2 separate regions of the Muntiacus reevesi genome follow, and region 1 is linked to region 2. The links are chromatin contacts, called in public Hi-C maps. All regions are on one chromosome and are shown on one strand. Each heading gives the region's core, a stretch centred on a gene start, on an enhancer-like site or on the middle of the called end of the contact. The rest is flanking DNA. Distances are from core to core; before and after follow the strand shown. Region 1 holds the start of AAMDC (adipogenesis associated Mth938 domain containing). Region 2 holds the start of USP35 (ubiquitin specific peptidase 35).

Evidence for each region. A called contact is a pair of places that touch in the nucleus more often than the background predicts.
Region 1: a contact with region 2 is called in a Hi-C map of blood, with 5 times the contacts expected there. The contact joins the promoter of AAMDC here to the promoter of USP35 in region 2. A contact is called at or near these places in 2 of 3 Hi-C or Micro-C datasets (blood and muscle).

What each region holds. Positions count from the first base shown.
Region 1 is chr5:17,707,427-17,710,290 of mMunRee1.1, forward strand. AAMDC (adipogenesis associated Mth938 domain containing) reads right to left here and starts at 1,394. Exons shown (of 4, transcript XM_065937195.1): 1 at 1,258-1,394. RSF1 (remodeling and spacing factor 1) reads left to right here and starts at 1,575. Exons shown (of 16, transcript XM_065937197.1): 1 at 1,575-1,967. The coding sequence starts at 1,781.
Region 2 is chr5:17,421,320-17,424,501 of mMunRee1.1, forward strand. USP35 (ubiquitin specific peptidase 35) reads right to left here and starts at 1,432. Exons shown (of 11, transcript XM_065937009.1): 1 at 1,161-1,432. It overlaps KCTD21 (potassium channel tetramerization domain containing 21), which reads left to right and starts at 1,706. Exons shown (of 2, transcript XM_065936402.1): 1 at 1,706-1,751.

The sequences.
Region 1 (2,864 bases), core at 144-2,643, 290 kb after region 2:
TATATTTCTTTATTTTCCTTTTAATTATAAATTGTCCTATGATTTATATTATACTTTGAAATTCTTTTATTAAGTAGATAATATATAAATTTTAAATGCACACTGCAATTTTTGGCTCAAAGTAGTAAACTATCAATTACAAACAACTGAATTCAATCTAAATTTTAGGAATTTTCTTCAATAGTAGCAAGCAATATTTTTTAAGTATTTACAATGTGACAGGGGCTTCCCTGGTAAAGAACCTGTCTGCAATGCAGGAGACCCCGGTTGGATGCCTAGGTTGGAAGATCCACTGGAGAAGGAAATGGCTACCCACTCCAGTATTCTGGCCTGGAGAATTCCCTGGACAGTTCATGGGGTCGCAAAGAGTCAGACACGACTGAGCGACTTTCACTCACAATGTGCCAGGGCATTGTGCTAATCAATTTATTGTGAATTATACAGTAAAATCTTATGATGTAGGTACTACCGTCACCGCCCCCCCCCCCCAACTTCAGAGGTTCAAAGAAATGAAAAAATCTTCCCCCATGTCGTGAAGTGGTTCTGTTAGGACAAGTCTTGCTGTACTCCAAGTCCAGACTCTCAACCATAATGCACATTATATCCCAAGCTGCATTCTGCTTTGCATTACTTATGGTTTTTCTGAGCTTCTTTGTGGGAACCTCTCCCACAAAGAAGCTCACTCCTTCTCCCAACGAAGCAGAACTCTGTCTTCTAACAAACTTTTTGCCCTTGCAACAAATTTCCTACCAGGTGCAGTGCAGTCCTAGTCCACCCTCGATCTTGGTTCCGCTACAGATATTGCTCCCTAAGATCTCAGTCCTTAACAGGGCCCCTCGCCCTTCACCCTGGCAAACTCAGGAGGGCCCAATCCTCTCAAACGTTGCTCCCTGAGAAGAGCCTGGTCCCTTCAAACCCCGGATTTCCTACCACGGCCCCAACTCCTCAGACTGGAGATCCCGGCAGAATCTCGTTCCATCAGGCCCTTGTCCCCCAGTTCTCAGACACTGCTTTCAAGCAGGTGCAGTACTTGTACCTCAGCAAACTTCACAGAGACTCCTTCATTACAAAGCTTCCATCCCAATTCCCAACTCAGGGCACGTCTCTACTTTTCCCCTCTCCAATTTTTCCTCAGAATCGTTTTTGTGTGTGTTTTTTTTTTCTATTCTGCTCTTTTTCTCCTCTTTATTCGCTCTCCTCAGCTTCCCGACCATCTGGTGGCCAGTTGCAGTCCCACGAGTGGCCCCCCAAACTTACCCGACACCCTCCGAGGAGCGGCGATCTCAAACCGCTCAGCGCTTTACCTTTCACCTTTGCTCAGGCGGTCTCCGCTAGACGCTCTCCCCCCCCGACTCGCCCCGCCCGGAAAAGAATGTTTCGGCCAGTCTTCAAGCGAAGCTCCGCCCCTTCAAGTCTATTGGTCATTGCCCCCCAAAGTCCCGCCTCCCGAGCTTCCAGCCCCGCCTCCCTGCCCCGCAGCCCTTGTTTTCATTCCCCCTGTCACACGAGGCAGTGGCAAGCCCGAAGTGGGAGGAGCGGGAAGAGGGAGGAAAGTGAAAGGCACGGAGCGCCTCTCTTTCCTCCGTCTGACTGGGTTCTCGACTGCTCTGGACCGCCGTTGTATTGTGGGATCGCGGCGCCGTGCCTGAGACGCCCGGATCCGCAGGGGCGCCCACTTGCTAGCGCCTCCTGTCGTCTGTAAGGTTGCCCTGCTGTTCCTCGGCACCCCAACTCCCCTCACCCCCCCATCGCCTCCTCCTCCTCCATCCTCCAGTTCAAAATGGCGGCGGCGGCGGCAGCGGCGGCGGCGATGGCTCCTCCGGGCTGCCCGGGTTCGTGTCCCAACTTCGCCGTAGTCTGCTCTTTCTTGGAGCGCTACGGGCCGCTGCTTGACCTGCCTGAGTTGCCGTTCCCGGAGCTCGAGCGGGTGCTGCAAGCTCCGCCGCCGGACGTCGGCAACGGAGAAGGTAAGCGAGGGGGCCCGAACGCCCGGCGGGAAGCGGCCCTGGCTTGCTCCTTCTCTCTGCTCCCCACAGACACCCCGGGCCTCCGCGGCTCTGTCCTCCCGCTGAGGCGCAGTTCCGCGCGGCCCGTCTCCTCCGCCCAGCCCCCGGGGGTCTCGGGCAGTGAGGAGGCGGGGCGGAGGCCCCGTAGGGCCAACTCCGCCCGTCGCCCAGCAGAGGTGGGGGCGTCGTGGTCTGGGTCTGGGCTGGGCGCGGGGGGTGGGGGGGATCATTGTGCTGGTCGGCCGCACCCGGGGCTGCTACCCCGCGGTGTGGGCCGGGTCCCTCACCCCTTCTCCCTCTCGGTGGCGGAGGAAGGGGAGCGCAGGTTCCGGCCAGCTTTGCGCTTTTCTCCTCTACCCCTCCCTCGCTCCCTCCCCTCCTCCCACCATCCTCCCTACTATCTCGGGGGAGGCTGGGCTCGTCTTCTCTGGGCGCCCCTTTCTCTCCCTCCACCTGGGTGGGCGGGGGCCAGAGGACACTTCATCTCTCCCTCCCTCTAGTGGGAACTCCCCCGAGAGAGAGTCGGCTCAGGTCTCCTTTCCCTTCCCCTCCAGGGCCGCTTTAACCCCCAAAACTCCTTCCTATGAGTCGGGAGGTTTGCTGCTCCTTCAGGGGAAGGGGGTCCTCTAACATTCTCACTTTGCGGGGGTGGTGAAGTCGCTTTTGCTTCTCCGCTTTGGTGGGCAGAGGGTTAATTTCTCATCCCCCATAGTTTTCCTCCTCCTGCCTCCCCCCTCCCCCCCCCCCCCCCCCAAATAATAGAAAAGCATCTTTCCACTTTTCCAGTCCCTTCCCCCTTCATTCTGGCAGTAAGGCTTAGGGGAAGAAGTCGCCCTCCCATTTGAAGGGTAGGGTGGG
Region 2 (3,182 bases), core at 182-2,681:
CCAGAGCTGAAGAAAAAGAAAACAAACAAAGAAGACTGTTCCTGGTTCACTCTCAGGTAGAAAGCTCATGGAATCTCCTGGGACAGGGAAGGGTGCTTCAAGGACTCACTCAATCTCTTCAGATGCCGGAGCACAGCAACCAAACCCCCCCTCCCCCCAGCGCCCCAGCACTGAGGAGCCCATTTCCTTTCCTCTTTGACCCTCACACCCAGTCTCCCTCCTTTGGCTCCCCTGGGTGCTGGAGCTGCTTGTGGGAGGGGAAAGCGGAGCACCAGGCTGTCCTTCCTGACACCCAGAAGCTCTCCATCCCTGGCCCCTCAGGCCTCTGGACAGCAGCATTCCTCTCTGTATTTTTTAACTGAACTCCTATGCAAGGCAGCCCTGGGAAGGATCCCCTTGCCACACTACAAGGAGACCTTCATTTGGGCCACCAAACTGTCGCCCCGAAAGAAAAAAGGAAAAAAAAAAAAAGGAGGTGGGGAGAGGTTATCAGTAAAAACCAACTACGGTTTTACCGAAGAGGAACTGAGGAAGAGAAGGGAAGGAGGTGGGATATATTCCCTTCTCAGAAACACATAAGCAATGGGGGCCACCTCTCACACACTTCTGATGGCCGCGCCCCCACCCCCACCCCAGGCTTTCTGGAAGAGCGGGCACCAGGCTGACATATCCGGGGTCTCCTGTCCGCAAGGCTTCTTGTAGCTGGAGTACGCCCTGGGGGAGAATGCAGAGAATAGCAGAGCCCATTCCAAGCGCAGGTGGCCTCTTGGGCGCTCCCAGTTTGTAACCCACCTCGGTCCCACCCCACCCCTTCCAGTTATACCACTGCACCTGCTCCCAGCCCAGAGTGGGGCTGCGGATCCCACGGAAGGCCGATGAGCTTCATGATATACTGGGCGCCGGTACCCTCAACCCTGAGGGGGGCGGGGGCAGGGGCGGGGTCTCTATATACACAATTGATGAAGGAGGAGATTGAGGCCCAGAGAGGGGCAGCTACTCGCCCAAGGTCACACAGCCAGGCCCACTATACACCCAGACCTCCCGCCTCCCAGCCCCGAATTCTCTCAGAGCTCTACGCGCGTGTCCGGGCTCTCGAACCATCAGAAGGATGGTTCAGACACTCCCTCCCCCAACCTGCACACACACCCCAGCCCTCTTACCTTCGGAAGCCTGGTGGCCCCGGCCTCAGGAGTCAGCTCCTAAGGAGGGGAGCTCTGGCCGGGAAGGAGCCAGGCTGGGCCAGGAGAGGTCAGGGCGGGTCCTTGGCTTCCCCTGGAGTGGGGACGCCCTCCGCCAAGTCCCAGACGGCAGGGATGCTGCTTCCACTGCAAAGCCCAACCTCTCCACCCGGCCCTGCACAAGTCTGTAACTGGGGAGCTCGACTCAGCGGCGTAGCCACAGGGCTGCGGGGCGAAGTGGGGGGAGGGGCGAGGTGCGGGGAAAGGGGCGGAGCCGAGCGGGGGCTACCCCGCGAACCACCACTCAAGCTGCGTCCCCTTTAAGGCGAGCCGGCCGGAGCGCTGGTGGAGGCGGGGCGGGAGCGGGCCGGCTAACTGCAATGCCTCCCGGGAGATGGAGTTCGATGCCCAGCGCGCGGAGCTACAAAGAGCCTATTGGAGGACTACAAGTCCCAAAAAGCAGCGCGCGGATCCCGGGCCGCCACGCCCCTGGACTGGGCTCCGGCCCTCCGCCCCCTTCGCAAAGCTGCGCTGGCCGCCCGCGGAGGGGAGGTTGCTGAGCGAGGGCCGGAGGTGGGTGCGGCACGGACTGGGGCGTGGGGTGCAGGGACTGCCGGCGAGGGGTCACGGATCCATCTGGGCACCTGTCCTACCGTGAGACGTCATCTAGCCTATCCTAGCCTCGCCATTCTCATCCGTGCAATGGGAATAGCAACGCCAGTGGCCGCGGGGGAGGGGATGTTTATGGGGAAGAAGGGGCGGAGCTCGTGAAAGAAGCCTGGATGGATGGCGATAGCCTGAAAAGCCCGGATAATAAGGGCCGAGACTGTGGGAGGAGTCCTGTGGGTGGGTCAAGAAGGGGCGGGGTCTCTAGATAAGAAGTGGAACGCGCGTGAGATCGGAGAAGGGGCTGGGGAGTGGGTGCAGAGGCCAAGGAAGCAAGCCTGAGTTGGACTGGGTGGAATGAGCCGAAAAGCGTTGGGGAGGGAGGGGTGGAGACAGAAAGATGAAAAGGATCCCTCTCGGCCCTGTAAAAGCCCAGTGTCAGCAGCGCTGATGTGACTTGAGTAAGAAGGTGCCCAAATGGGCAAATGTCTGTGGATGCACGGATCATCTTTTCCTTGTGACTAGAAAATAAAGAGCCCATTCTTTGAACTCGGCGTCATACATATGAGTTCATTCAACTCACACCCTGTGAAGACGTCACCATATCTGTTTACAATTGAGGAACTTGAGGCTCAGAGAAGTAAAATGACTTGCCCCAAACCACCCAGCACTCCTTACTCTCAAGGCACTGTTTTTTTCCATGCACTGCAGGGAAGTAGAGATTTAATCTGTAGCGAATGGCAGGGAATAGATGATAAGTGTCCCGGTCCTTCACAGGTTGTGTGACAGGACCAGCTTCCTCACTGCCAACCTCCGAGGCTTATTGTTAGGATGAAATGAGGAGGTAGGTTTGAAAGCCGTTGGTTCATAAATTATCTTTCTTGTGAGGAGCAGGAAGACCGTGGAAGAGTGGTTGGGCCTGAGGAAAACCAGAAGGTGAAGCCTAAGGGTGAGCCAAAAGGATGAAGGACGATTCTGGAAGAGGGTAGAGGATGATGATTGTTGGGAATCTACACCAGATGAGATACTTTGCTGTGCAAGCCAGGTCAGGTGACTTCCCTTCTCCAGCCCTGTTGGTTGACTGCTTCAAGGATCCATGTGTGTCATCTGAATCGGGAAGCACCTTCTCTGTTTGGTGAGCACAAAATGGAGCAAACAGCATTTGGGCCTTTTAGAGATAGGAACTGGGCAAAGCAGAGCTAAAGATACAGCTGTTGGGTGTGGAGGTGGCGAGCGGTATCCCCAGATAGTCTCCAGGGCTGTGAGCCAGGCTCTTTATCTGGTGGGCTGTGTAAGGTGGGGAACACTGCTCTAGTTTTTTGGGAGACACATCACTCACTTTGAGTGCTGTCATCCTTGAAGTTTACCTAGCTATGTTCTATGCATCCCCTGCACTTT